2 separate regions of the Mus musculus genome follow, and region 1 is linked to region 2. Evidence: chromatin contacts called from public Hi-C data. All regions are on one chromosome and are shown on one strand. The core of a region is the stretch at or near the end of the contact, and the rest is flanking DNA. Distances in the headings are between cores, read along the strand shown. Region 1 overlaps Prkn (parkin RBR E3 ubiquitin protein ligase). Region 2 overlaps Prkn (parkin RBR E3 ubiquitin protein ligase).

Evidence for each region. A called contact is a pair of places that touch in the nucleus more often than the background predicts.
Region 1: a contact with region 2 is called in a Hi-C map of cortical neurons, with 2.2 times the contacts expected there. The contact joins two enhancer-like sites. A contact is called at or near these places in 11 of 484 Hi-C or Micro-C datasets (the N1E-115 cell line, cerebellar granule neurons, cerebellum and 5 more) and 1 of 115 datasets of contacts at active chromatin or transcription factors (embryonic basal ganglia).

What each region holds. Positions count from the first base shown.
Region 1 is chr17:11,607,619-11,613,005 of GRCm38.p6, forward strand. The region is part of intron 6 of Prkn (parkin RBR E3 ubiquitin protein ligase); the gene reads left to right. Among named protein-coding and RNA genes, the nearest start is that of Gm41525, 55 kb to the right of the region's middle. Within about 2 kb of position 4,078, at least 14 of the 459 cell types and tissues checked have an H3K27ac peak or open chromatin away from gene starts, as enhancers often do. A contact at or near this core is called in cortical neurons, where this site is marked.
Region 2 is chr17:11,084,387-11,090,191 of GRCm38.p6, forward strand. The region is part of intron 2 of Prkn (parkin RBR E3 ubiquitin protein ligase); the gene reads left to right. Among named protein-coding and RNA genes, the nearest start is that of Gm41526, 47 kb to the right of the region's middle. Within about 2 kb of position 3,580, at least 29 of the 459 cell types and tissues checked have an H3K27ac peak or open chromatin away from gene starts, as enhancers often do. A contact at or near this core is called in cortical neurons, where this site is marked.

The sequences.
Region 1 (5,387 bases), core at 2,828-5,327, 520 kb after region 2:
GCCCAAAACGTGATGGGGTGGGAGAGTGGTGGAGAACGAGTAGCCCCATCTAATCCCTAGGGTAAGTTCCAGAGCAGGGTTGCTCAACCTGGGGCTTACCACCCCTGTGGGGTCGCATATCAGATACTTACATTATGATTCATAACAGTAGAAAAATTACAGACATGAAGTAGCAATGAAAAGAATTTTGCGGTTAAGGGTCACCACAACATGAAGTGTTAAAGGGTCTAGGCAGCTCAACAGGATTTCTGCGGAAGTTGAGTCAGGCCAGGGAGGATGAGGAAGTCACAAGACAAGGCAAGGCTGGACAGGAAGGAGATTCAGATCCTGAGGAGCATTGTCCTTAGAAGTCATGTGAGTCTCTGTGTCTCCCTCATCACCTAGCCCCAGCGGACTCCGGCGCCTCAGCTTTGTGAAAGGGGTTCCATCCCTGAGCTTCCTGGTTCACCAGCTCTTGGCAGATGAGTGCAGCTGCTCCCAGGGAATAGAGTAGGCGCACTTTAGCTGCTGGCACCCTGTTGTTGGAATAATGTGCTAACATGCAGGTCCCCTGAAATAGCCCCTTATTATCAGCAACACCCCAGATGCTGTGTGCAGAGCCAGCCGCTCCTCTGCAATCATGCTTTCTGTGCCTTCCATTAGGTGGCCTGGCTGTGAGGTGGGGGTGCACAGAGGGCTGCTGGATGAAGTTCCATTGAAAAAGAAGCACCATGCAGTGTTGATGGTGTCTGAGTGGGCCGTTGCGGGGCAGAGCCCTACTCTGCTCCTGAGCAGAATAGAAGACATGTAGTTGCCTTGGCCTGCCTGCTAACTGTGAGCAAGCCACCACTGGCATGGAAGGCTGAGCCTGCACATGATCGAATGTTTCTTTTGTAGAAATGTCATCAGATAACCTGATAAAAACAAAATTGAATCTGTCAGATTTCGATGCCAGGGTTTGAAATATTGCTAAAGCTCCCTTAAAACTGTCATTGCTAATAAGATTTTAGAACAGGCTACATGGTGTGTGTTTGCACACCCATCTGAGCCTTTCTGTGTTCTTGTAGAGAAGGGGAGAGGCAGTGGCTGCTGGCTCTAGCCCCACTTGGCACCCGGACTACCAATGCCAAAAAGAACAAGACTTAATTACTTAACTACTGAAAGCAGAGTGGACTGCTAATTCAAGATGGAGAAGAGGTATCTGAGACAAAGTGGCTTCTCCTGGCGTTCTGAGAAAGCACACAGGGGAATCCACAGCAGCCATGTCCTTTACTACCTCCTTGAATAGACCAGAACATTTTCTGGGTTCCAGTAATTTAACACCATAGTCCTCAACAAATTTTGAAGAAAAGGGTCCAGGCAACATCTGGAACACTGTCATCTATCACATGTTGAGGTTTGTTCTTTTGTTATGCTAAATACTAGTTTCTCCCAGAGATCACACATCAACCCAAGGTGATGCTATGTCACTTTGCCCCCCAAGTTATCCCACATTGGTGAATAAAGATGCCAAAAGCCAATAGCTGGGCAGAAGAGATATAGGCAGGGTTTAGGGTTTCCAGGCTTGGGGAAGAGCCACAAAGGGGGTGGGGCCGTTGGGGGAAGAAGGTAGGGAGAGGAGAAGGCACCATGGGATAAGAAGCTTAAAATAATGGCCATGTGGGCTGGCTAATTGAAGTTAAGAGCAGCCCAGACAAAACATGGCAAATTTTATAATGGACTTATTGGCTGAGAAATAGACATGCTAGCATAGAGGTTAGATATCTGTCCAGCTCTTGTGCTAATTAAAGCTCATTGTAAACATAAAGGTCATGTGTGCCTTTTATCCAGGAACTAAATGGTCAGATGGAGTTTTAGAAGCCCCAATTGAGATGAAATATTTTCTACAATCTGTCACCGTGGAAGAGTGCTTTCCCATGATTCACTTTCTGACTGCAGTGAACCTTCCACAGAGTCCCTCCCCTGCCTATTCCAGCATCCTCCACAGGCTGGCCACATGTTCAACGCCTCATGTGCACTGACTGTCCTTACTCTTTCTTGCCATTCCTTGCTCTGGTGGTCCAGCCCCCAGCCTCCCTCAAAGTCTCCCTTTCATTCCATCTCTTCCCATTGAACCCTTGCTGCCCTCGGAGCCAGGTTCCCCAGATCCCCTCTGAGAGGCACCATAGCTCGTGTCGACAATGGTTTCCTGATAACGGGGCTCCTTCTCCCATCTCTTTCTCTTGTGGCTTTGTTCTCTCTGTTTCTCCGCTGACTTGCAGCACTGTCCCACCCCAGGCCCGGTACAGCTCCAGTGTATCACTTCAAGCTCTGGAGATGTTGCACTTAGGGCATGCTGCCTGGTCACTCTGGTTGCCGCCCCTGCACTCCTCCATTGTCACAGCTCACTCTTACCATGTCCGTGAAGAGAGTACCCACTGTGCCATTCGCTCTAGGACTGCAGTTCTACAGCAGTGTAACAGCCATGTCACTGTCCTGCAGCAGATTAGCAAGGCCACTGGTCCCCGCTCTGCAGGGCTCTGATGGCACCAGGGTGAAGAAGAAAGATGACTAGAGATATTTCTGAGTTGTGGGCTGCCATCTAGACTGGGTCTAGAGAACATTTCACATAAGGACAGCCCAGGACAGCCTTGCTAGGGAGGAATAATGAGAATGGATTCTATAGTGCCAGGGGCTGGAAGGACAAGGTCAAATGTAGGTGTTCTGGGGTGGTCACCCAAGTCTTTCTGGACCATGAGGGGCACAGATCCAGTCCCAAGGCCTCCCGTGAGCAGGCACCTTTGTGGCTTTTTTTTTTTTTTTTTTTTTTTTTAGGGCTAAAGCTGAGGTTTTAGAATTTGATCATGTGTTAAGAGTTTATGGGATCATTTCAGAGAAATTTCTTTCTTTCATGTCTAAAGGTTTCAGACTTTAAAGTATATATTGTATATTGAACAGATTCCTCCCTGTGCTTCCTGCCATTTCTCACCCCTCCACACTGCTGTTTATCCTTTTGTCTCCATAAAGGGTTGTACCTGACTACCAGTGCAGGTACCCACGGAAGCCAGAGGTGTGACATGCCCCAGGAGCTGCAGCTCTAGGTAACTGTGAGGCTGGGAGCAGAAATCAGGTCCTCTGCAAGAACAGAAAGTTCTCTTAATCCCTGAGCCATCTCTCCAGCCCTGAACAAATTTCTTAATATCCTGGTATGTTAGGTTGACTTTGTTCACTCGGTTGGACTAAGAAACACCACTCAGGGAATCAATGAAGCATACCTTGGGTGTGTCTGTGATAGCAAAGTGAAGTGAAAAGCCTTTCTATGGGCAAAGCCCATGAGTGAATAAAAAGAGTGAAAGGAAAGAGGAAGAAGCCTGTAGCACATCCTACTTTCTCTGTTTCCCATTCCAGAGATGAGGCATCTCAGCCACCAACATCAAGCTACCCTGTCCGCCATGCCTTCCTTTCTCCCAACCCCAATCAAATGTACCCTCCATCTTGTAACCACACAATCAATTCACGAAGACAGTAAGAAAATAGAGTCTCTCCCTCTAATGTGTTAAGGAAGTTTGTAATTCTGTACCAGGCTACATTCATAGGTATCCTGGGGTTCATGTGCCCCCACAGACTATAGGTCGAACTCACAGGCTGAAAGCTGTATGAGCAGTTATTCCTATACTTCCTTTAATCAAAATTGCTGCAGCTAGTGGCTCTGGGATCCTCACACCTATCCCCCAGACAGACAGATTGACATTCGCCTTTGTTTGACCAAATATTTTGTAAACTATCTCCCTGCTGTTAGGTTCTTATTGCCCACAGCCCATCCTTCGAGAACAGATGCTGGGGTGTTTCCAGCCGTTTATGCTTGAATAAGGACATACGTTTTAAAAGACAAATAGGGGAATTCAAGGAGTCCTAGGACCTATGAGTGAGGTCCGTGGGACTGAAGACTTTCTTACAGCAGCTCAAAGTTCATTTTACATTATCAGTTCTCCGTTGCTACCTGAACTTGGCCTCACTGCAAGAAAAGCGAATTTTAATGCACCGACACGCGGCACATGTGGGCAGTGGCCCCACCTAGGGGCAGAACGGTGTATTTTCTTTCTGTCTTCTCTTCCTGTTTATTCATTTTCTGAGTTGAAGAATGGAAAAGCTCACAGACTTGCAGACCAGGGAATTTTCCATCAGCCTATCCAGAAAGCTGGAGGATGTTTGAAGGAGACATCACTTGGAACAAAAGACTGGCCACAGCACATTTTTTTTCCCCTTAGGATGTCACCAACAAATTGGCTGCCCTGTGCCACACCCACCCCCTACCCCCATGCCCCGATTTGTCTAGAAGCACGGCTGAGGGGGAGCAGGAATGAGTTAATAGTGTGAGCCATTGACTGTCACAGGGGTGCGGGCGAGAACTGCATTGGAGGAAGGCGAGCCAGATCCACAGTTGAATGGGCTCACCCGATTCACAGATGTGGCATCAGTAACTCTGGGGTTCACATAGCTTCACTCTCTATGGAAGCTTGGGAGCAGAAAAGCCTGAGAAGCTAGGAACCGAACAGCTCTCCCAGACATAGGGATGTGACGGGGGAGGGAGTGGCCAGAGGAGCTTACAAGTGGATGGGAAGTCTTCCTTCCCACATTTTTTTCCTCCCAGGTATCTTAGCTGATCATAATGTTTATTTCAGAGGGAAGAAAGCCCTCACTCAGAGACTTGAAACCACATATCCTTCACAACTCAGAGAAAACGCTGAAGGTTGAAAGTACCTGTTTATCAAAGGGAACCTATGTTACCTCCGTTCTTGTTCGTGCAAGCTCACTGTGTTCTCATTCACACTTCACTGAGCATGAGATGACAAAACTGTACACTGATTGCATGTACGAGGCCAGACTCAATCCAGGCCACTCGGCTGACAGTTTCAACCCAATCATATATGGAAACTCCCTTGCATCAGGGCTGAAAACAGGTTAGGGAACTCACATCACTGGCATCAGGAGCCTGTGTGTGCTACAGGTGAATATGAGATTCCTGGAACATGGTGGGGAGTTAGAGAGAGGGGGTGAGGGAGTCATGGGAGGAAGAGGTGGAGAGACAGGAAGAGGAGGGCAGGAGAGAGCCCTTGGTGCTCCCGACAGAATTTGAAGAGTGATGATCTAAATCCATCCTGAAGCCGATTGTAGGAGCGCTGTCTAGAGCCTGTTGTCTCAGTGGCTAAAGCCAGCAAGAATGGCAAATGCTAGCAAGCATCTCTCCCTCCCCAGCGCCCGCCCTCACCCCTGTGTGTGTGTGTGTGTGTGTGTGTGTGTGTGTGTGCGTGCGTGTGTGTGTGTGTGTGTGCGCACGCACGCTGTGTGCCATGTATGGAGTGTTTAAGACAACTGGAAATGCCTCTGTGGGCAGCTTAAACCTACAGGCATTGCAAGCCGCCCACCTT
Region 2 (5,805 bases), core at 2,330-4,829:
CATCACCGAGTAGTCTGCCCTGTACTTGTATTTATAACTGTACATTACTTTATGCCATGGACTTTAAACTATTTATTTAGCTAACCACTCCAGCTTGTCCGCCATAATACTTCTAAAGTCAAAATCAAATTTGTTGCAACGTGTTTTTTCCTTCAAAATAAATTCTTGGCTATTTTTTTTCAGAAGTGGTTTTGTTTTGTCTAGATTTGCTTTGTTTTGTCCCAATTGTTTTGAGACACAGCTTCCCTCTATAGTCCAGTCTGACTCCAAACTCTTGATCCTCCTAAGTACTGAGATCATAGCTGTGTACTGCCATACTTATTAGGCCTGGTGTGACCAGCTCCAAATCCCAGGTACTCGTGAGGCTTGGAAAAGAGGATTTGTAAGTTCCAGGTTTCTCTGAGCAATTAGCAAGATCCATCTCAGAACAAAAGCAAAAGGGACCTGGTGGCCCAGGGATAGAGTGCTTGCCTACTCTCTTGGGTCTCCTCTCAGCCCCTCCCCCAAATGGAGGGGCTCAAGAAAACGGATTCCTACTAGGTTAAAGAATTGTCTGCACATCATGTGTATGTTCTCTGTTGTACACTCTTTCTTGTTCATTATTCAACAAATTTACTGACCTTTGCAGTTTTGCTTTAGACCAATAGTGGTCAACCTTCCTAACACTGTGACCCTTTGAAACAGTCTCTCATGTTGTGGTGACCCCAACCCTAAAATTATTTTGCTGCTCCCACACAACCACAATTTTGGTACTGTTGTGAACTGTAATGAGAATATCTGCTATGCAGGATGTCTGATGTGTGACCTTTGTGGGAGTAGTGACCCACAGGTTGAGAACCACTGATTATGTACTTGAGGCTCAAAGCTGCCCAGGTCATAGGTATTGTAGGCTATGCAGGGGTACAATAATATATAATCTTTGCTGTGAAAGAAGTATAGACCCAAAATGATACCTGTGAGCTACGAAAAGTGCTATCGAAGAAGTCCTAACTCCTTATGACAAGGAGTGGGTTACAGGCTATGACAGCCACTTAGTCAGTGTATGAGCCCCCTGGGAAGAGCTGTGAAGATAGCAAAACAGAAAGAAAACTGAAGCAATGAGAGCCAGGAGGGAGCTGGACAGACTCAAGAAAGAAGACGCAGGGCACAGGAGCCTGGGAGCAAGGCATCTCTCTGGTGGCCTGGAAGGGTTAGTTAGGGTTCGGTCCTGAGTCTGAAATGGAAGTCATACCACACCTGGAAATGCTGGGTATCTGGGGGGGGGGGTGACTGCAAACCACTTTTTTGAACACTTCCGAAGAGCTTGAGCTTTTAAATAAATAATTAAAATAAAAAAGTACCCACTCAAACAGAAGACAAGTGTAGACTTGGACTCATATAAAAGAGCAAAAATGAAACATTTGTGATGTGTGTTGATAATTCTTATCAGCTCTATTGATACATAATTCACACGGCACACAATTGACCCACTTAGTGCTCTTAGTGTCTGCACAGTTGTAAGTTTATCGTCAGGATCTATTCTAGAGCATTTCTGTCCATTCCAAAAGGAAACCCCAAACTCAAAAGCAATCTTTTCCTCCTCCTCCTCCTCCTCCTAGCCCCTCGCAACCTATAATCTCATTTCCATGCCTGTACATTTGTTTGCCTTTTCTGTCTGGATATTTGGTATGAATGCAATAATTAATTCTGTATTGCTTCTGATTGCCTGCTTTGACTTAACATGTCTTCCTTGCTTATTTATGTTGTAATAGCAGCATGAGTCAGTTTCATTTTAATTGCCAAGTTATATCTCATCATATACATGTCTATAATATTTAACTCAATTGCTAAATAATATCACATATATTTCTATAACATTTTACTTACCCATTCATGAATTGATAGACATTTGTATGTCTCAGCATGAACAATACTGCTATGAATAGGTGGTGTGCACATGTTCATTGTGGGGGGGGCACGTATAGGCACAGGATTGCTGGGTCCTATGGTGCCATCTGGCACTATGTTTAGCTGTTGGAAGAACTGCTATGTTGATTCCCAAATGTTTGTCAACATTTACAATTTTTGTTTAATATCAAAAATACTGATTAAGTCCAGGAGAGTGACAATGTATCAAAAATCTGGCTGTCCCATTCACAAGTTAGGCCTCAGAACACCTGATACATGAGCACCAATCTTGTGTCTGAATTGTACACACTTTCATAAATTGCACAAGACACAAAAAGCTGCAGACATTAAATGGCATAATCTGGGAGAAATGTTGTTACATTAGGGCATGTGGAGGCTCCCTGGGAAGCTCTGTTTGAGAGTGCTTTTATTCCAAAGGGCACCATCTGGACCCATGTATGAACAGTGTGCAGTTTTAAGTGCAGGCTTTTGCTCATTAAAGTGGGTCAAACGTATATTGAATTGGAAATGACATTTAAGTTACTCTCAAACAAATATTACCTTAACCATCTTCCTTGGTCCTTGCCACCCACATCAAGTACAGCTCAATTGCTCTGATATCCTTTGCACAGGATAGAGCACAAGAGAAAGCATGTGACACTGAGGGGGTAAAGGAAACTCTCCTATGCCAATCAATACATTGTATCAAAAGTGCTGGCAAATGGAGAACTATGAATGCATATGTGTGTAACTTTTCCTCAGGAATTGACATCCCTACTTTAGATTTTTGTAAAGCGCCAAAACCTTTCATGGGTATAGATATGCCATGCCACAAGGATGACACCATTTGCTATCATTAGGAATAAACAAATAAAAATTCCTTGGAGTTTTGGTAATATTGTTTGCGTCTATTACCCTGAGCTGTTTGATTTCCTTCACAGCCTGCATCTGTTTAATTCAAATTACGCACATGTCTCTCTGGACAGTAATTTCTTCCAGCTGCTGAGATCATGGAGCAGGAGTGCTACATATTCAAAACAGCTGTTTAACTTAGGACCACTTTGCATCACACCCGGAACTGGACTACATGGCTCACGAAGACTGTACCTTCTCATTTATAAAAATATTCTGTCATTCGCTTATTAAGTGGATTTTAAAACTCCTCAACCTTGAATGTACAGAAACAAAAAGCAGTCTACCTTTACTCAAATTTCCATTTAGAAAAATGACATGCTTTGTATAAGTGTAAAATACTGACCTCAATTTGTTCAAAATGACTTATTAAGAATCAGACCAGAGAGAAAATTAGGTAAAACTGAGAATATAGTTCATTAAAGCTTTTAACCTACTTATAGGAAAAATCTTGAAAAAGAAGAATTTTGAAAAAAAAATACTGGTTGATCTCTCTCTCTCATACACACACATACACACACACACACACACACACACACACAGAGAGAGAGAGAGAGAGAGAGAGAGAGAGAGAGAGACAGACTCTCACAGCCCAGCAGCATATTTAATTGAATTTATCAAAATGCCTCCAAGCAGAATATATATTTACTCTGCTGTTTTGAATGCAAAAACCTATGAAAAAGAGAAAAAAAGCAAATCTCGGGCTGTCACTTCCTGTGTTCGCCAGGCACATAATTTTCTTCTCTGCACAAAGCAGAGGCTCCATCAGAGTAATTCACCTCCCTAGCTCCTCTGAGTAGCAACCGGCTCCTCTCAGCCCCAGCTGTTCTCCTGTGAGGCAGCGCTTTCTCTGGAGAGGGGCGGTTGGGCCTGCGAGACAGAACATAAAGCACTTAGCAACATAGTCTACAACACTCAGGGAACAGGGTCGAGGGTACAGACAGCAGCTCTCCACACCAGCCCTCCGGTAATGGAACCATGTAGATGCCTGTGAAGAGACACTGGCACATACATTCACAAGCCCAGATGGGGCTTTTAAAGTCTGATGTTGAAGGTAAAAACATCTTCGAAAATGACATAATTTGGGAGGGGGAAGAAGGTGCTGGCATGTCTCATATAAACTTGTTACTGTTTTTGTTGTTGTTGTTTTCTTGTTTGTTTTTAAGGATAAAAAGTACCACCACATGAGAGGGCTTAGTGTTTTATTTTATTTCAAATAGACTCCCATTAGCAGTACTGATAAGTATCAGAAGGACTCACTAGGCAGAACACATAGAACACTACATTCTGAAAGTATGTTTTGCTAGTTAAATTTGAGATTAGGTCTTTACACCTCTTAATTAAATTTCAAATTACTGAGTGCATAACAGCCACTCTTGACGGATGCTTATATCATAAAACTGCTGAGATCATTAGTATGGTCTGGCATGAACCTCTGTAGTTCTCATCCCAGCTCTTTTGACCATGGGAAGCTGGCTGTTCAGCCATTGGGACTGGATCATCATGTTCGCTGTGGTACTTGGCTTCCCACACATGGGGCTTTAGTGCTACATTAGTGTGTGCCTGTGAATTAAGCTGTCTTTAAAAGCACTAGGTTGTCTCTTAGTGGTAGTGTTTTACACAATTATAACTTTTTATAATTTTTTATTTCTACAGATCATCCAAAAATCAAATTATTCTAGTCAAGAATATAAATGTTACAATGATACATAATTCTAAGAGACAGATAAAATAGTTACTTAAAATGCCAGTAGACAGCACCAGTTTTTAAATAACAGAAGTTTACTCTTATTTGTGTTTTTGACCCTTAAGATGTACCTGAATAATGGAAACTTTGCCAGCAGTAGATTCAACTGCTGCCTGCACATACCTCAAATTAGCCAACTGAGGACAGTTGTGTGAATCTGTAGCATGACAGGTAAATACATTTGAACAGGTTCCAACACCCACTTTGGAGTGTGTTACTTTAACTGGCTCAAAAGCAGCACAGTAGCACTGCCTAAACTCAAGGTTCTCCGCCCACTTGCAGCCTCTGCAGCTGGAGGCACTAAGTAACAAGTGTGAACTCAGAGGATACATTAAATGGCTACTCTCCATCATCTATTCATAGAGACAAATATTTAGGAAACTAACCTGAGTGGAAGTACTATGATTTTTAGTTTAATCCATTCGTTGAATAAAAGCCCGTGAAAGTAGCATCGCTGTCCTGGGGCTGTAGAATGGTGGCTTTCCTTGGAGTGAACTGGAAAACGAGACTGAGACTGAGAAAGGAACGGACTGATTGAGAAGAGCCAGTTTGTGCTGAGTTTTGGGTTGGTTCTCCTTTCCTCCTGACCCTGCTGTTTAATTTGGCTACTGTCCGAGGCAGAGGAGTCACTGAAGTTTGTTTTCTTCCCCTCTGTTCTTTGCATGTCCTTCATGTGTCTCATTTGTCCTTTTCCCTCTGCAAAGCTGGGCAGCTTGAATGTGTCATGACATAGCTTTGTAAATCCGTGACTCCTGCATGCTCATAGGGCTTTTTCACTTGTTCTGAACACCAACAGGCAGACTCAACCCCTGTCTAACCAAGGTGTTCAGAAGGGGTTTCAGTTGTTTAAAACCAAAAGTATGGTCATAGAATGTTGAAGTGTTTATTGACAGGGGCTATAAAGTAAGCCATTTTTTTGTTTCTATTTGTTCATAAGTATGTCTATTTAAGGAAACTTCACATAGGAAATAAAACACTCCAGACATCATATCAGCTTTACCACAAAAAAAAAACAAACATAAAAACATATTGCCAGTGATAAATGTATATACCATGGTTAAGAAACCAGCTACATCTTGTCCTCTGGGAGGCTCAAAATAGTTACTGTATTCATATATCTTACACTGTTCACAAATTACATTTGTTGTCTGTATAAGTACCACACAAATGTGAATATTTCTATTTCCTATATGCTGTGTTAGTTACTGAACTACAAGCTCATGCTTTTCTTTGTTGGAGTCAGAGATGATGGATGGAAC